5 separate regions of the Mus musculus genome follow, and regions 2, 3, 4 and 5 are each linked to region 1. Evidence: chromatin contacts called from public HiCAR-type and promoter capture Hi-C data. All regions are on one chromosome and are shown on one strand. The core of a region is the stretch at or near the end of the contact, and the rest is flanking DNA. Distances in the headings are between cores, read along the strand shown.

Evidence for each region. Promoter capture Hi-C pulls out the DNA fragments that hold promoters and counts their contacts. HiCAR-type assays count read pairs that join an accessible place to other places.
Region 2: a contact with region 1 is called in a HiCAR-type map of astrocytes, with 4 times the contacts expected there. The contact joins the promoter of Bzw2 here to the promoter of Twistnb in region 1. A contact is called at or near these places in 3 of 39 promoter capture datasets (liver and pre-B cells), 3 of 115 datasets of contacts at active chromatin or transcription factors (astrocytes, embryonic stem cells and pro-B cells) and 2 of 9 other capture datasets (adipose tissue and liver).
Region 3: a contact with region 1 is called in a promoter capture Hi-C map of pre-B cells, with 3 times the contacts expected there. The contact joins the promoter of Tspan13 here to the promoter of Twistnb in region 1. A contact is called at or near these places in 5 of 39 promoter capture datasets (embryonic stem cells, hippocampal neurons, liver and 1 more), 2 of 115 datasets of contacts at active chromatin or transcription factors (astrocytes and large pre-B cells) and 1 of 9 other capture datasets (liver).
Region 4: a promoter capture Hi-C map of liver shows a contact between it and region 1, with 10 times the contacts expected there. The contact joins the promoter of Ahr here to the promoter of Twistnb in region 1. A contact is called at or near these places in 5 of 39 promoter capture datasets (embryonic stem cells, hippocampal neurons, liver and 1 more) and 1 of 115 datasets of contacts at active chromatin or transcription factors (embryonic stem cells).
Region 5: a contact with region 1 is called in a promoter capture Hi-C map of pre-B cells, with 6 times the contacts expected there. The contact joins the promoter of Dld here to the promoter of Twistnb in region 1. A contact is called at or near these places in 5 of 39 promoter capture datasets (hematopoietic stem and progenitor cells, hippocampal neurons, liver and 1 more) and 1 of 9 other capture datasets (liver).

The regions. Positions count from the first base shown.
Region 1 is chr12:33,428,237-33,431,082 of GRCm38.p6, reverse strand. Twistnb (twist basic helix-loop-helix transcription factor 1 neighbor) reads right to left here and starts at 1,459. Exons shown (of 4, transcript NM_172253.2): 1 at 1,175-1,459. The coding sequence starts at 1,428.
Region 2 is chr12:36,155,380-36,158,225 of GRCm38.p6, reverse strand. Bzw2 (basic leucine zipper and W2 domains 2) reads left to right here and starts at 1,401. Exons shown (of 12, transcript NM_025840.3): 1 at 1,401-1,558. It overlaps Ankmy2 (ankyrin repeat and MYND domain containing 2), which reads right to left and starts at 1,102. Exons shown (of 10, transcript NM_146033.3): 1 at 803-1,102. The coding sequence starts at 869.
Region 3 is chr12:36,040,993-36,043,838 of GRCm38.p6, reverse strand. Tspan13 (tetraspanin 13) reads left to right here and starts at 1,361. Exons shown (of 6, transcript NM_025359.3): 1 at 1,361-1,588. The coding sequence starts at 1,526.
Region 4 is chr12:35,533,522-35,536,367 of GRCm38.p6, reverse strand. Ahr (aryl-hydrocarbon receptor) reads left to right here and starts at 1,379. Exons shown (of 11, transcript NM_013464.4): 1 at 1,379-1,806. The coding sequence starts at 1,745.
Region 5 is chr12:31,349,989-31,352,834 of GRCm38.p6, reverse strand. Dld (dihydrolipoamide dehydrogenase) reads left to right here and starts at 1,364. Exons shown (of 14, transcript NM_007861.5): 1 at 1,364-1,534. The coding sequence starts at 1,496.

The DNA.
Region 1 (2,846 bases), core at 210-2,709:
AGCCTAAAAACATAAACTATACAGGATAAATGGTACAAATAATACAGGACAATTAATATGACAATACAATTCCCAATATTTTCAATGTTTTATTGACTTTTTATTACTCTTAACTAATACTCAAGTAATACTGAAACCTAATTTGCATTGGAAAAAATAGGCTTCTTTTAGCATACCTTTAGCACAGTAACAAGGAGAGGTGTCCAGCTCAATTAAACAGTGTATTCTATTCTACATGGCTGCATTATCCAATTCTGTTACAGAAATGATCCGATTCTCGTCTGTAGTGTGGCTCCTATTATGCATCTTTAAATAACTTTTCCCCAATGAATGAAAAGCTGGTTAGACTACTTAACATAACTATGTTTCCATGCTTAGTGACCACCTTGGATGGTTAATGGGGCTGACTGCCAAAGTCCTCGAGAGTGGTAACTGCTTTGGATAATTTGCCCCAAAACAATCCCTGCAATTTCTGAAGTGTCATTGAATTACTAAAGACATCGATGTCATCTCAGGTATCTCTGAACCTTGCCCCCATTCCCGCCAAATTAGTTGTGAAGTGTTATGGCATATCATTTCCCATTGAAATTCTGAGATTTTCTTTTTCAAGGTATTCTTACTAGTGCTTAATATAAATGCACTGGTGTGTGTGTGTGTGTGTGTGTGTGTGTGTGTGTGTGTGTGAACTTTCTATTCCTACAAAAAATTAGGCTCGTCGTTCATCCCCAATTAGCGCCCCCCGGGGGGACGGGGAACAATGAAATTACAAACAAACCTGCCTATGTTTTGCAATGAACCGGCTTCCACATTAGGAGAATAATACTGACAGCAAATTTTCATTATTAGGTGAGAACACACCCGGAAGTGATTAAACGAAACGTTTAATACCCAAAGCTCAGCCTGGTGGGTTTCTAGACACCGGGCACCTCTAGTCTCCACACGGGGAGTGCTTTTAGCACTGCAGCAGCCGCCACTCACACCACACCAGCCAGTTTCATCCCCAGGAACCGGGCCACTGCATCCAGGCCAGCGGCGCCGAAGGCGACGGTAGACGCCGGGGCTAAGGTTCACGAAGCTCGTGCGACTTTACTTCCGCGGCGCCGTGGGGTTACGGAGCTGAGGGCCCGTTGGCCAGCAGAGACGGGGCTCCCGGGAGGACGCGGCGACATCTTACCTCTCGGAGTAGCGCAGGAGCTCGGCGTCCAGCTGCTCGCGGATGCCCGTGCGCTTCCTGCTCAGGTAGCGGGGCGACAGGGCGATGTGCCTGCGGTGCGGGGCAGCCACCAAGCACGAATAGCGGCTGCCCACCAGCGCGCACGCCGCCGCGTAGCTCGGCAACTCCAGGCAAGGCAGGACCCCGGCCTGACCCGCCACGGGCCTCTCGGAGGCCGCCTGGGACCGCTGAGACTCCACAGATCCCGCAGCCATGAGGCTTGGCTGGGTGCTTCGGGGCGCGCACGGATGACGCAAGCATTCCTCCCGCCTCACCTCTGAGTGTTGATGATGGCTGACATCATCAAAAGGCGACCGACCGCGGCCTGGGGATTTTTAATCTTCTAAAGCTGCATTATAGAGGTTTGACCAGCAGAGGGCTGCTGCTCTTTCCCGAGTCCAGATAAACCTCTGAGGCCGTGTACCTATAGAGCATGTGTGATATCCAGAGGCGGTTCTCTGATATCTATAGGCAGATGTTCATCACTTCAAAGTATGCTCAGTTATGGAGCGAAGCTTGAATTTATTGAATTTATTGATCTGGGCACCTAAGTATAAAAAGGCAGAGGCCCAAAATAGCTTGTTTTGTTTTGTTTTGTTTTTTAAGCTCCCAGTTTCTTTCAATACTGGGTCAAGGCCTAGTGAATTAATGGTTTGAGCTTTTGTTTTGTTTTGTTTTGTTTTGTTTTAATTCTTTTGGTTTTCTGTTTTTGTTTTGTTTTTAGACAGTATCTCTCCATGTAGCCTTGGGTGACTTGAAACTCGCTATGTAGACCAAGCTGGTTTGGTTCTAACATTTAGATATTTGCCTGCCTCTGCCACAAGAGAGCTGGGATAAAAAGCACGAGCCACTACTCCCAACTGAGTATTGTCTTTATTGGATTCAGCATGGCTATTGATAGGAGTGCCCGGTTCCAGCTGCAATGAGGCCTGATACATTGTTATGCGCCTGAGCTGTTCAATAAGGAATCAGAAACATTCGTGGAGATTTTCACTGCTGAACCCAATCATACACCGCAGCAGGCCACAAATTGCAAAGGCAACATCTGAACTGCTAACACCATACCTCTCCAATCTAGGGTCCCTCTGCCTTCTGCTATATCACAGTGAGAGTGTTGTGACATGTTTTTCAAATGGCTAAGCCCAGCTACCAGCTTTGACCTTCTTTTGTATACCCAGACATCAACCATATCAGCACAAGGGTTTGTATTGCCCAAGGGATAAAAAAGAAACCTTCATTTGGACCGTGATGTCCTAACAACCCAAACTGTTCCTCTAGCTCTTACAACCCTCCACCTTCTTCAACTATGATCTCTAAGCCTTGGGTGCAGGAACTGTGCACATCTTGGGCTGCAAAATGTTGGTTTAAAAAGCCCAGCTTCATAAAAAACTACCTACCTTGGCTACCTGATGAAGGGAAGCAAGAGGAGCCCACCGCAGAATAGCATTGTTACCATCCTTCAGATTCCAATGCCAAAGACTAAGACAGCTGTATATTGCTGGCTCTGAATATCAGAGTTTATGGAAATAGCAAGGCCTGTCTATAGACTAGCACAAAGCAGATACTAAGCCCCTAATCTGGACTAATACTAAACAAAAGGCATTTGAGGCCTTAAAAACAGCTCTGACTTCCA
Region 2 (2,846 bases), core at 152-2,651, 2.7 Mb before region 1:
TGGTCACGCTGATGTTACCTGCCAGGTAACGGGGATGCGGCCAGGAACTCATTTGGGACATGCACTCAGGGACTGGTGGGGAAACATGGCTTCTAGTTGGCTTCCTTCCTGCAAGCTGCACAGAGGAGGCGTGGCTCGAATCCACAAAGTGGACTGGGAAGCACCAAGGAGCTCAACAAGATCACTTGAGGTCTAACATCGGACCAAGGTCAGTCGTGTCTGTGGGTGCCTGCGCCGACCTGGGCTACAGGAAGCCAGCCACAGAAGGCCTTGATGCAGAAAGCTCAGGGCGGAACATGCAGAGCGAGTTCTGTGCCCTTATAAAGAACCCCTGTTGCTGAAAGCTCCCTCCACCCGCAGCAGGGGCGGGGATCTGCAAGGGATCCAGATCCTTAAGCCTCCGGAAGTCGAAAGGGCCCTTTATACACCCGACTTGGAGCCTAGAACTACCAGGCCACTGCGGTCTTGACTGATTACGGTCAAAACATCCAATGAGCTGGCAAGCATGCATACGCAAAGACAGGCGCCCAGGGCCACGCGTGACTGTCTAAGATGTGTAGTGACAGTCGGTCGATTTCCAAAAAGCTGATTTAGAGGTCTAAGCTCGGCAACCTAGATCTGATGGCCTCAATTTTTCTGCCTCCCATCTCCCCGCCCCTGCAATCGGTCCCCAGACAGAGACAGAAAGGCTTTTTCCGGATTGCAAGTTGCCCAAGGTCCTCCGGGCCTAGGGCGCGCTCCAGGCTCCTCAATGCCCTGAGACCAGGTGTGCAGCACCCGGATACCAACCCTGCACCCGTACCTTTCCCGATCACTTCCAGCAGTTCCTTTTCCTCCTGGGTCAGCTCGCCTTTCTTTATGTGACCCATCGTTCCCGCCAGCTTGACGCTTATTCTATTTCTTTGGAAAGGTTTTTTAAAAAAACAAGAGACGTGTATGCGTCGTGGAAGACCGCCACAGCAAGGCAACTCGAGGCCGGAGCAGCAGCCCAGTGAAGTGGCAGAGTCGCTAGGGTCTCACGGCTGGGGGCTGGCGGGTGCGGCGAGCTTGAGCGAGCCGGGCTGGCGCTCTCCACAAGTCCCGCCCCCGCGCCTCAATGGCCAGGTCGGGAGGAGGAGCTGCAAGAGGCAGCAAGCGACTCCAATTGGAGCAACCTACGAGGTCCAAACCAAAAGGAGACATTTGGAAGGGGATTCAATACATCTTCTAGGTTTCCTATTCCCATGATAACCTATTAAGAAGTACAGGGACACAGGGTTCCTTGGATTCTAAGGATAGAAGTTCTCTGCCTGGTAGTGACTTCTGTGGGCACGTGCGGAGGCATTGGGATGCAGCTAGACGGGCTGCACTGCCCCTAAGAGTGGCGCGGTTCGGGCAAGGGGCGGGGATAGGGCGGGGCCGGGGCAGGAGGCGGAGCTACACCGGGTTCTGTGTGTCTGTGTCAATGTGTCTGTCCTTCACTCCTCCATTGTCTGCCTCAGCCACTGCCGCCGCCACTGCTGCTGCAGGATCCGCCGCAGCCACCAGTCTCGCGCGTCGTCGCTCCCTCCTTGGACAGGTAAGAGGTGATCAGGTGGGGCGGCGGGAGCCTGAGAGTTGAGCGAGCAGTGACCGCCTCCGAGCCAAGGGGTCCCAGCGGGCTGGAGCTGGCGTGGAGGAAGCATGTGCCACCTGGGGCGGTTGCCTTCCTCTTCATAGAGGAGCCCCCGCGCCGCGCCATCATCCATGCACGTACTGTGTATTAGTGCCTCTCGAGCGAGACCTAGACCTCGCTACGTTTGTCCGCCCCAAGAGCTCCGGGGACCGCGGGCCGGCCGTAAGCTGGCCACGCGGTGAAAGTGGCGGGTGCACATGGTCTCGTGCGTGGCGATCCCCGGGGAGGCCCACTGCCGGGAGGTGAGGGGAACACCCCATGACCAGCGACACTGGGAGAGGCTCGGAGAAGGTAAATTTCTTTTTGCAAACCTAGCCCTCCCCAGTACTTGTCTGTCATTTCTTGCCCTCTGTGGAAGCCATGGAACCTGGACCTGTGGTGTTCGCTAAGGATATTTAGAAGCGACTTACAACTGCTCTGATACTTTGTTGGGGTGTGGGGGTCTTTTTTGCTCTGAGAGAGCTGCCTGTCTTTATAACTCAGGTTTGGGGATTTATGGAACTAGGGAGGGTAGGCTGGAGAGGGCGGGGATTAAATTGGTGTTGCTGTCTATATATAGCCTTAGATTAGTTTCTTAATCCAGCCTTCATTCAACTGTGGTGTGGCTCCTGGAGCGTCCACCGTAGGTAGATAAGAGGTGAATATCGTGTGTACCTTTCTGTGCCTCCGATGCAAGGTACGCTTAAGAAAATATTCAATCATTCCTCCAAGATGCTTATCTGTAGCGTTCTACAGCGTCAATCACTGCTTCTTCGGAAATGACTGTTTAGTTTTGCTGTTGTTTCTCAACAGACTGGTATTGATGTTTCCGTTAAAACACAATTGTGCTAGGGAGAAATACTTGAATAATCATGTAGGTGGTTTTTATTAAGTAGCCCCAGGATCGCTCTTTCATTCCACGGTGCCAAGAATGATGTGAAATGCCTTTTCCTGTGGCCCCTCTACCTCGTTTTGCTCAAAGCGCGTACTAGCACTTCAGAGACCCACAGATGACGTTCCCTATCTCTTATCTTTAACCAAAATCTTTTCTAAACTCCCGCTGCCCATCCCCCAACAGCCACCGACAGACATGAGCTTCAGCTTGGGGAGGGAGGAGCAGATAGATTCTCCCATGAAAATGGTTGGTAATTATTCATCTCAATATATAACAAAGAAACTTTTGTTTGATGATGCTTTAAAAATGATGTAGCTG
Region 3 (2,846 bases), core at 112-2,611, 2.6 Mb before region 1:
GTACAAATAGGCTGGAGTATTTGAAGAGAAGGTATTTAATTAACTTGTTTAAGTCAATGATTTTTATGTTTGTTTTTTTTGGGTTTTTTTTTTGTTTTGTTTTGTTTTTGTTTTTTGACATACATTCACCTAACCGTGAGAAGTTTTAGGCTCAAAATGTACAGTAAATTTGAAAATCGCTTTTTAAAAGATCTATTTTACTATTTTACGAGTGTTTTGCCTGCATGTGTGTACCATGTGCATGCTTGATGCCCACTAAGGTCAGAGGAGGGCACTGGATCCCCAGGACTGGAGAGACAGGTGTTGTGAGTGCCATTTGGGTGTTGGGGTCCTCTGTAAAAGCAATAAGTGCCATAACAGCTGAGCCAACTCTTAAGGCCCTTAAAAATCTCTTTATAAAACCTATTGGTAGAATTTCTTTTGATAGAAAATACCAAATAGAAAATACCAAGCCTTTACTGCCGCTTAACAGTTGGAACCCAGTAGTGAGTGCCTTAAAACCATCAGGCGCACTGGTGCATCTGATAGGACACTTTATTCTATGCAAGGGGGTCTGTCAAATAGTGCATGATATACTTCTAATAATCTAGTTAGAGGTTAGGAATCAGGATGAAGATGCAGCAAACAAAAGTGATGATAAATTAATTGAATCTGTTATCGAAAGGCTTCCTAGCTTGTATTTATGCAAAAATAGGCCCCTAAAACCCAGGATCCCACTACAAGAATAAAGACTCCTGATTTATTTTGCACATATGTATTCATAAGGTTTATTAGTATTTCAAAAATCCCTGTAGATTAAGTCCTCTTGATCTGAAATCTGTCACAATTACAGGTTACCTTTCTTACCTATGTCGAGAGAAATTAGTTTTTATTTGCTCTTTTTAGTCTTTCACTGATGTTTTTCCTTTCATTGCCCCCTTCCCTGTTCTCTGTAAATCTTTCATTCTTGTCGTCTTTCTTTCATTCAAACGAGGCCAGGTGCTTCGATTTGTTTTATCATCTCATTCAAAATGGTGCCACGTCACCCACAGGGCAAGAATGGAGAGAGGTGCTGTCATTTCTCCTGCCAGCGTGGAGCCCCGCCCTCTGCTGTTCACCTGGGAGGGGGGAAATTATACAGAGGCCACAGTCTCGTGAGCCAGAGGCCGGCTCCCTCCAGACAGTCTCGGGGCCCCCTCCTCCTCCTCCTCCTTCTCCTCCGCTGAGCTGCCCCGCCTCTCCCGGACCCCAGAGCGCATTGATTTGCATATCTCTACCTTTGTTCCCTAGCAGTGGCCAATCAGAGTGCAGGGCGAGACGAGGCGGCGGGGCGGGGCGCGCGATCGGCGGATCCGCTGCGGCCGCAGGTTGCAGAGCGGGTGGGAGCCGCTGCGGGCGCGGCACTGCAGCCCTGATCCTGAACCCCGAACCCGAGCCCCGAGCCTAGCCCGGGCCACAGGCTCAGGAGGCCAGGATCCAGAAGCTACTCGCCCAGCCCGGCGGAAGACGCCTCGACCCGCAGGCACCCGCTAGCCCACGCGCCACGATGGTGTGCGGGGGCTTCTCGTGCTCCAAGAACTGCCTGTGCGCGCTCAACCTGCTGTATACCGTGAGTAGCCCGCGCCCGGTGGCACCTGCGGGGGCCGTCGGCCTCCTCCCCGCCTGAGTATTCGCCTGCGCCCCATCCCGCGCCCCTTGCGGGCTTCCCACGCCCCAGTTTCGCCTGCAGCCCCCGCCCGGGACCCCGAGCCTGCTTGTCGCAGTCTCCGCCCGTCCTTCATTGTGGCGCTCGCCCCTCGCCCTGCTCTCTGCAGCCCTTCACTTTCGCGTTCCTTCCCACTCTCCCCATTCTTTCATCCATCCCCAGGTTTCCATCTCAATCCCTCTAGCCGCACGCTTTCGGCTGGCCATCCCATCTGGAGGTTCGGAGGCTGGAGAGCAGCCCGGGCTTAGGGGACAGGTTTGCGGGATAGTGGGGCCTGGGATGGACCAGGCGGCCTGTGGATGGCGCGCTTCTGGCACAGCTCTAAAAGCTGCCTTTTGAATGGAGGCCATAGAGCAGGTTCACAGGATATCCGTGGCTTCCGAAGTTTGTTTCGTGCTTACATAAAGTCTCTTTGTTGATGTTTCTGCCCGTGAGGTATTCGCCTGATGCTTTTCCCATGCCATCTTCCTTCCCCTTTATCAATATTCTAGCTCCATTTTTGGCGAAGTCCTTCAGTATATAGTCCTCCACCCAAGTCGTTTTTATTTTTTTATTTATTTTTTCCTCCCTACGTATCAGCATATGCCTTCCAGCTTTAACATGGAAAACTCAGTTTGATTTTTTTTTTTTTTGAGGCATAATTGTGGCTGGACAGCAGGAAGTTGAGGTGATGTTTATTGAAAACCTTCACCACCCCAGCCTTTTCATTTGTCAATTTGTTATCTATCTGTGGCAAGCGCAGTTGTCTAAATTTTATAACGGTAAAGACCAAAAAAGGCTTTACTAAGTTTTCATAACTGGTAGTTGGAGAGTCTGGACTGGAACCAAGCTGTGGAATCTAGACCTTTCCACAAGCTGCCTCTCCTGCGTGGAAGAAACTTCCTTTCGGTCATCTCATTCCATCGGAGACTTGTTCTCTTCTATAAATACATCTGGTGCTTGCAGCACCCACCCTGAAAACAAACCCAGTTTCCCTGCATTAGCAGAGCCAGGCCATCTGGGCCAGCTTAGGTTACATCTATGGACAAGAGAGGCCGCTTGTGGTTGACAAGCAGAGACACCAGGTCACGGGTCATTTTACCTTTTTTTTTTTTTTCTGGTGTGTGTCTGAAAATGATGGCAAAGCTTTGACATAGGCACCGATGGTGTATATATTTTTCTG
Region 4 (2,846 bases), core at 130-2,629, 2.1 Mb before region 1:
CCCATAAAATGCCATTGTGTAGACGCACTACATTTTATTTATCCATCCATAGGTTGATGTGAATCTAGTCTGGGTCCACTTCTCACTTGTTTTGAATGAAGGGCTATCAGGTATGTGCGCAGGAGAATAGCAGGTCATCTTGTGGATCTGTTTTTAATTTGTTGAGAAACTCTATACAGAGTTCCACAGTGGCTGGACCAGTTTACAACCACCCACAGTGATGCGGGTTCTTCTTCCTCCACAGCCTGGGCACCATTTGTTGTTCTTAGTTTTCTCGCTATCCTTTTCCTTGCTGTTGTGTATCCTCTCTTCTGATCTCTTTCTCAAATCTATAAAACACATCAGACTTCATCTCTATCTCTTCATGTCCAGCATCACCTACCTGACTCCCAAAATTCACTTCTCTGCCTCTATTCTTTGGTGGTTAACAGCGACCTTCCCTCTTCCTTTATCATCTCTGCTGTCTCTTTTCTCTCATCCCCATGGCTGTGCCATTGGTCTTGCAGCTGGTCGATTTCATCAATTTCCCAGCGATTCTCTCTTCCATCTGTTTTGTTCCTGAGTAACAGAATTTCCACCTTTTCCCACAGTGACTTTCCCAAGAAAGATGGAACATCATCTTCCAAATTACGCCTTTAAAAGCTCTCTGTTGTCTGCAGAATGAGACCCAATTTCTTCATTAAATCTTTATGATTTGTTCCTAGATTATCTTTTTTTTTTTTTTTCTTTTTCCTCCCATCAGCTCTACCGTACTACTAACAGAAACTCAGGTCTCTGGTCATAGTCTCAGTACCTACCCTCCAATTTCTCATGCTCTCAGCACTCCTGTGCTTCTTTCCTTCTCATCTTCCTGAAGTCTGATGGAGGAAACGATGTTTTATTGTCTTCTGTAGACATAAAATAAATGTGGGAGGGAAAAGGATTATAAAACTCGTAGCCTTCAAGACAACTAACTTTGCAGGGCATTTTTGAAGTTTTCCCCTTAGAATGCTCTCCAGTCGCAGTTATTTATCTACCAGCTCAATGTAAAATCTTTGTCAAAAATTAGATGACTCAACTCTAGGATGAGCTAAGCTCTTTGCCTGGTAAATCTTGATGTCTGGGTTACAAGGAATTTGCCTAGGCATAATGTGGCCTCACACCCCTTTTGAGGCTGGAAAACAGGTACTGGGCGAACACCACCCCACCCCCAGAACCTCGGACTGCAAGAAGTGTTGGGAGTCACTACGTCCTGCGTCATCACGTGCTGCGAAGAGGGTGGGGCCCTCCTGGGAACCGTGAGGGGCGGGGCCGAGCAGGTGGGGCGGGGCTGGAGCCCGGGGCGGAGCTGCGCGGGGTCGCGGCTGCGGAGGAGCGGGCTCGCGGCGGGCGGCAGCGTGTGTGTGCGCTCCCTTTGACGCTCGGTGCCCCACGCGTGTCCCGGAGAGGCTCAGCCCGGAGCGACCCGGAGGACGAACTGGTGGACGGACTCGGGGGTGGCTGCCAGGCAGGGTTGTGAGCGACGCCGCGGCACAGCGCGGGAGCCGGGAAGCCCTAGAGCACTGCGGCCCCTCCTGACCCTCGGGACCGGGCGCGGCTAGCGTGCGGGTTTCTCCTCCGCGGCCAGCTCGGGCAGCCCGAGTCTCCTCTGTCGCCCGCACCTGCGCGTCGCGGTCGTCCCGCCCTCGGCGGCGGCTCACCTGGGCGCAGCGCGGGCAGGGCGCCGCCTCCGGGACGCAGGTGGAGCGGGCAGGGCGCGGGCACCATGAGCAGCGGCGCCAACATCACCTATGCCAGCCGCAAGCGGCGCAAGCCGGTGCAGAAAACGTGAGTGACGGCGGGCAGGCGCGCTCCGAGGGTGCGGGAGGTCCCCACGCGTGCCGCCATCCAGGAGCTGAGTCTCAACCAATGCGTTAAAAAAAAAAAAATCCTGCTTTCAGGCACCTGCACCTTTACTGCTCAGCGACCTTCCCTGGCTGGTTCGTTGACAGCTCTGACCTACCTAGTGCCGCTCTAGCTTAGTTAGTTAAGCTTGCCTGGAAATCCTCCACTCTAGATCTCCGCTGCCGTGAGCTTTAGGGGACACGGAGGATAAGTAGACAGCTCACTGAGGTGAGATGTTGGGCAGAGCTAAACACGTGTTGTCTTGAAGGAGGGGACCTGTGCCTTTGAAGGAATGTCTTTCTGTTCTTAGCGCCTAGCTTTCTGTTTTGCTCTCTCATTTACTTCCTAGGCAGCAGTTCTGCAGGGCTCGGTGTAGGCGCAGAATTGATAGCAGGTTGGAGTGTGCAGTGGACAGGTGCCCTGGCAGCTTGGTGGCATTCTTAGCCACTCTTTGGTGCAGTTTTCTTCCTCCTTTTGGAGTGCTTTTGGGTCTGTAAAATTTTAAATCATTAAGAAGAGGAAAAAGAACTAGACTGACTTCTAAGTTATTTCTACTCTCTACCTGTAGTTCATTTCCCCTTGCTTTTTTTTTTTTTTTTTTTTTTTTTTTTTTTTTTTTTTTGCCAATTCTGACAGAGATTACAGGCTTTGGTCTTTATTTCCATGGGCTATTTGTATGAGATGGGAGATTTTTTTTCCCCCCTCAGAAAAGAGATTCATGATTGAGACAGGGTTCCATTTAGGAGTTGTCTGTATTGATGCATTCATTCATAATTACCTTGGAGTTTCCACATCTCACCATTTGTTATTTTTTTAAAAAAATAAATTATTTTAGGAACACTTTCAGGCAATCAGTAGTGTGTGTTTTGCTTGAAACATGACAGCTATCACCAAGTGAACCAAAAAAAGAAAACAAAAACAACAAAAAAACCAACTTAAGATTTATACACTGTTTACAAATAGTTACTAGCTTAGAAGTTGGG
Region 5 (2,846 bases), core at 115-2,614, 2.1 Mb after region 1:
ATCATACGTCTACCTTTAGCTGTATGGGACCCGGAAAAGACAATGCTATTCTGAATACCCATCTGTCCAGCTGAACAATCTCTTATCTTATGAAAGGGGAAAACAAGGGCTTAAGATGTAACTCAGGTGAAGAATGCTTGCCTGGTATACTAGAAGCTCTGGGTTCCGTTCCCAGCAATCAGCAACACATGGTGGTGGGCACCTGTAATCCCAGCACTCAGGAGATGAAGGCAAGAGGACTATAAATTCAAGGTCATTCTAAGCTCTATATTGAGTTTGAAGCCAGTCTGGGACACATGAGACACTCTCTCAAGAAACCAAAAAGGGGTTGTGGTGGTGATTAATATTTGGTAACAGCTAGCTTTCGTCATAACATTAAAAAATCATTTATTCATGTCTTTTTCCTTCTAAATGGGCATAGATAGGTAAGAAGTAATATTCATCTAATCCCTAACTCTATGGAGTTCAGTACAGTGCCTGGGCTGTAAACTTTTGAGAAGTATAGAGTTAAGGTTTAAACTAGAGACTGTTATTACAAAGTGGTATCAGACCTTAAATCTCTGTGCTCAATTTTTTTTTTTTTTTTGTTTTTGTTTTTGTTTTTCGAGATAGGGAGCTCTGGCTGTCCTGGAACTCACTCTGTAGACCAGGCTGGCCTGGCCTCGAACTGAGAAATCTGCCTGCCTCTGCCTCCCGAGTGCTGGGATTAAAGGCGTAGCCCACCACGCCAGGCTCTGTGCTCAATCTTATAGACAACAGTTAGCAATCTTTTAGGTGCACTCTCAATGAAAACCTAACACCTCACCCACCATCCCAACCCTTCTAGTTTCTTCTACAAGGGAGGCGTGCTTTCAAAATACAAAAATAGAAGGGAGCTTGTTTTCTATACTTTTTGTTAGCGCAGTTTTCAGAACAGGATGTTGGTGAAGAAAGGTTCAAGCCTATCCTTTCCATTGCCTTCGAGAACAGAGATTGTAAACCAGCCGTTAAAATCAAAGCCTTTGTTCGTAGAGCTGCAGTTACCTCTCCTTTGCTTTCTTTAACCTCTCAGGGCTCCATCCAGAAAATGCAAACAGTTCATACGGTTTTTGTAAAGCTAGATAAAGCCTACTGCCCACGAATATCTAGCACAACCATAAGCTTGTCAAGTTGTCAAACTTTTCTTCCTTTCCTATTTAAACTTTACTTTCTGTGGGCTTTACTGAAGAAACAACATTTTTATTTATCTAGTTCGTCTTTCAAGGATAATTTGCAACTCTACTCCAGTCATTTGAGCAACAGTTCTCCAATTCCCCAGCTGCCACAAAGCGCAGCGCCCTTCACGACAGCGCACGACGAAGCGACCGGAAAGCCTCTGCCTTTCGGGCCAATCGCGCTGCTCCTCGGCGATGACGTATATGTTGCGCAGGCGCAGGGTGGGGAGACCTTGGATAAGTCTTACCAGGCGTTCAGCGGAGGTGAAAACCCCTGGTTGGAGGGACGGGACCGAGGGACGATGCAGAGCTGGAGTCGTGTGTACCGCTCCTTGGCCAAGGTGAGGGCGGCCCGCGAGGGGATGATGCTGGACCACAGGCACTTAGACGCCCGCTGTGGGCCCGGACGCGGCCTGCCGCCGGGAACCGCCGCGGCCCCGCCTCTATGCCGGCTCGGTGCGGCCTCCCGAGGCAGCGGGGAGCGCGAGCCCGGGCTCGGGAGGGCCCTGCTGCGGAATGACTGCCCGCAGCCCCACACGACCCGGACGCTGGTCCAGGGGCCTGGGCCCTCCCCCAGTTTCGGGGAGGAGTAAATGACCCTTGCCACGCGCGGCCTGCCCCTTCCTACCTTTCGCCTCATCCTAATGACCCGGGGGGTGGCCTACTCTCCTACGGCGGGGAAGTAACCTTGAGGCCCGACTGGCCCAGACGTGGTCAGCTCCAACACACCGTCCCGCGAGTTCCTCCTCCAAGGATCTGTTTTCATTCACGTCTCTAAACTAGTGCACCCTGCCATCAGTCAGGCCCTGGGGCTTATAGTTTTAATTGCAGCGGTTTGTCGTCCAAACAACTTTCCCATTTCACCTGCCAATTGACAGCTGCCAAATTGAATGTATGAGGCCTAGTGGCAGGGTAGCAGGATAACTTTAGGGACAATACAGAAATGAGACTCTTCACGGCTGAGCCGTCTGTGTCTTTAAAAGTTAATGTAACACGCAAAATGTCACTGTTTTAGGGAGAAGGTGAGCCGCGTCTCTCAGTACAGACAGTTCTTTGTTCCTCTTTGGTTGGCATATCTTGATCTCAGGTGCAGAAGTTGTCTTCAAGTAAAAAACCTTGCTGCATCAGAGTATATTGTCGCTGCTGTCCATTGCTTACTCGCTGTGATAGGAGCTGGAAGTGTGCTTTCTTTATGTGGCCCTGGCCTTAGGAAATGGTAGTCACACTGCTTAGAGAGTGTGAGATTATGATGCAATTTGTGGGACTTCCAGAATGTGAGGCCACTCCGTTGTTGGTACATTTTCCTAGTCCAGTTGGTGGCTTAAGAACATCTTTATAGATCTTATAAGTGATTACAGACTGTTAAGTAGATTTGTTAGGAAGCAGAATGACAGATGAAATGAATATCATTGAAATACTTAAATACCTGAATTCAAAGTTTTGGGATTTTAATTAGAATACTAAACTGATCCTTGGCAATAAAATTAACAATGCTTTCTGAAGTTTTAATAAAACTGTAAGCCATTAAATATATTTTTATTAGATTTAATATGAAATGGTTCATTGAATGTTCATAATAATAAGGCAGACCTGGCAAGGTAAGATTGTGAAAGTTTAATATTATGGACAAAAAAGGGAAATTGGTAGGATACC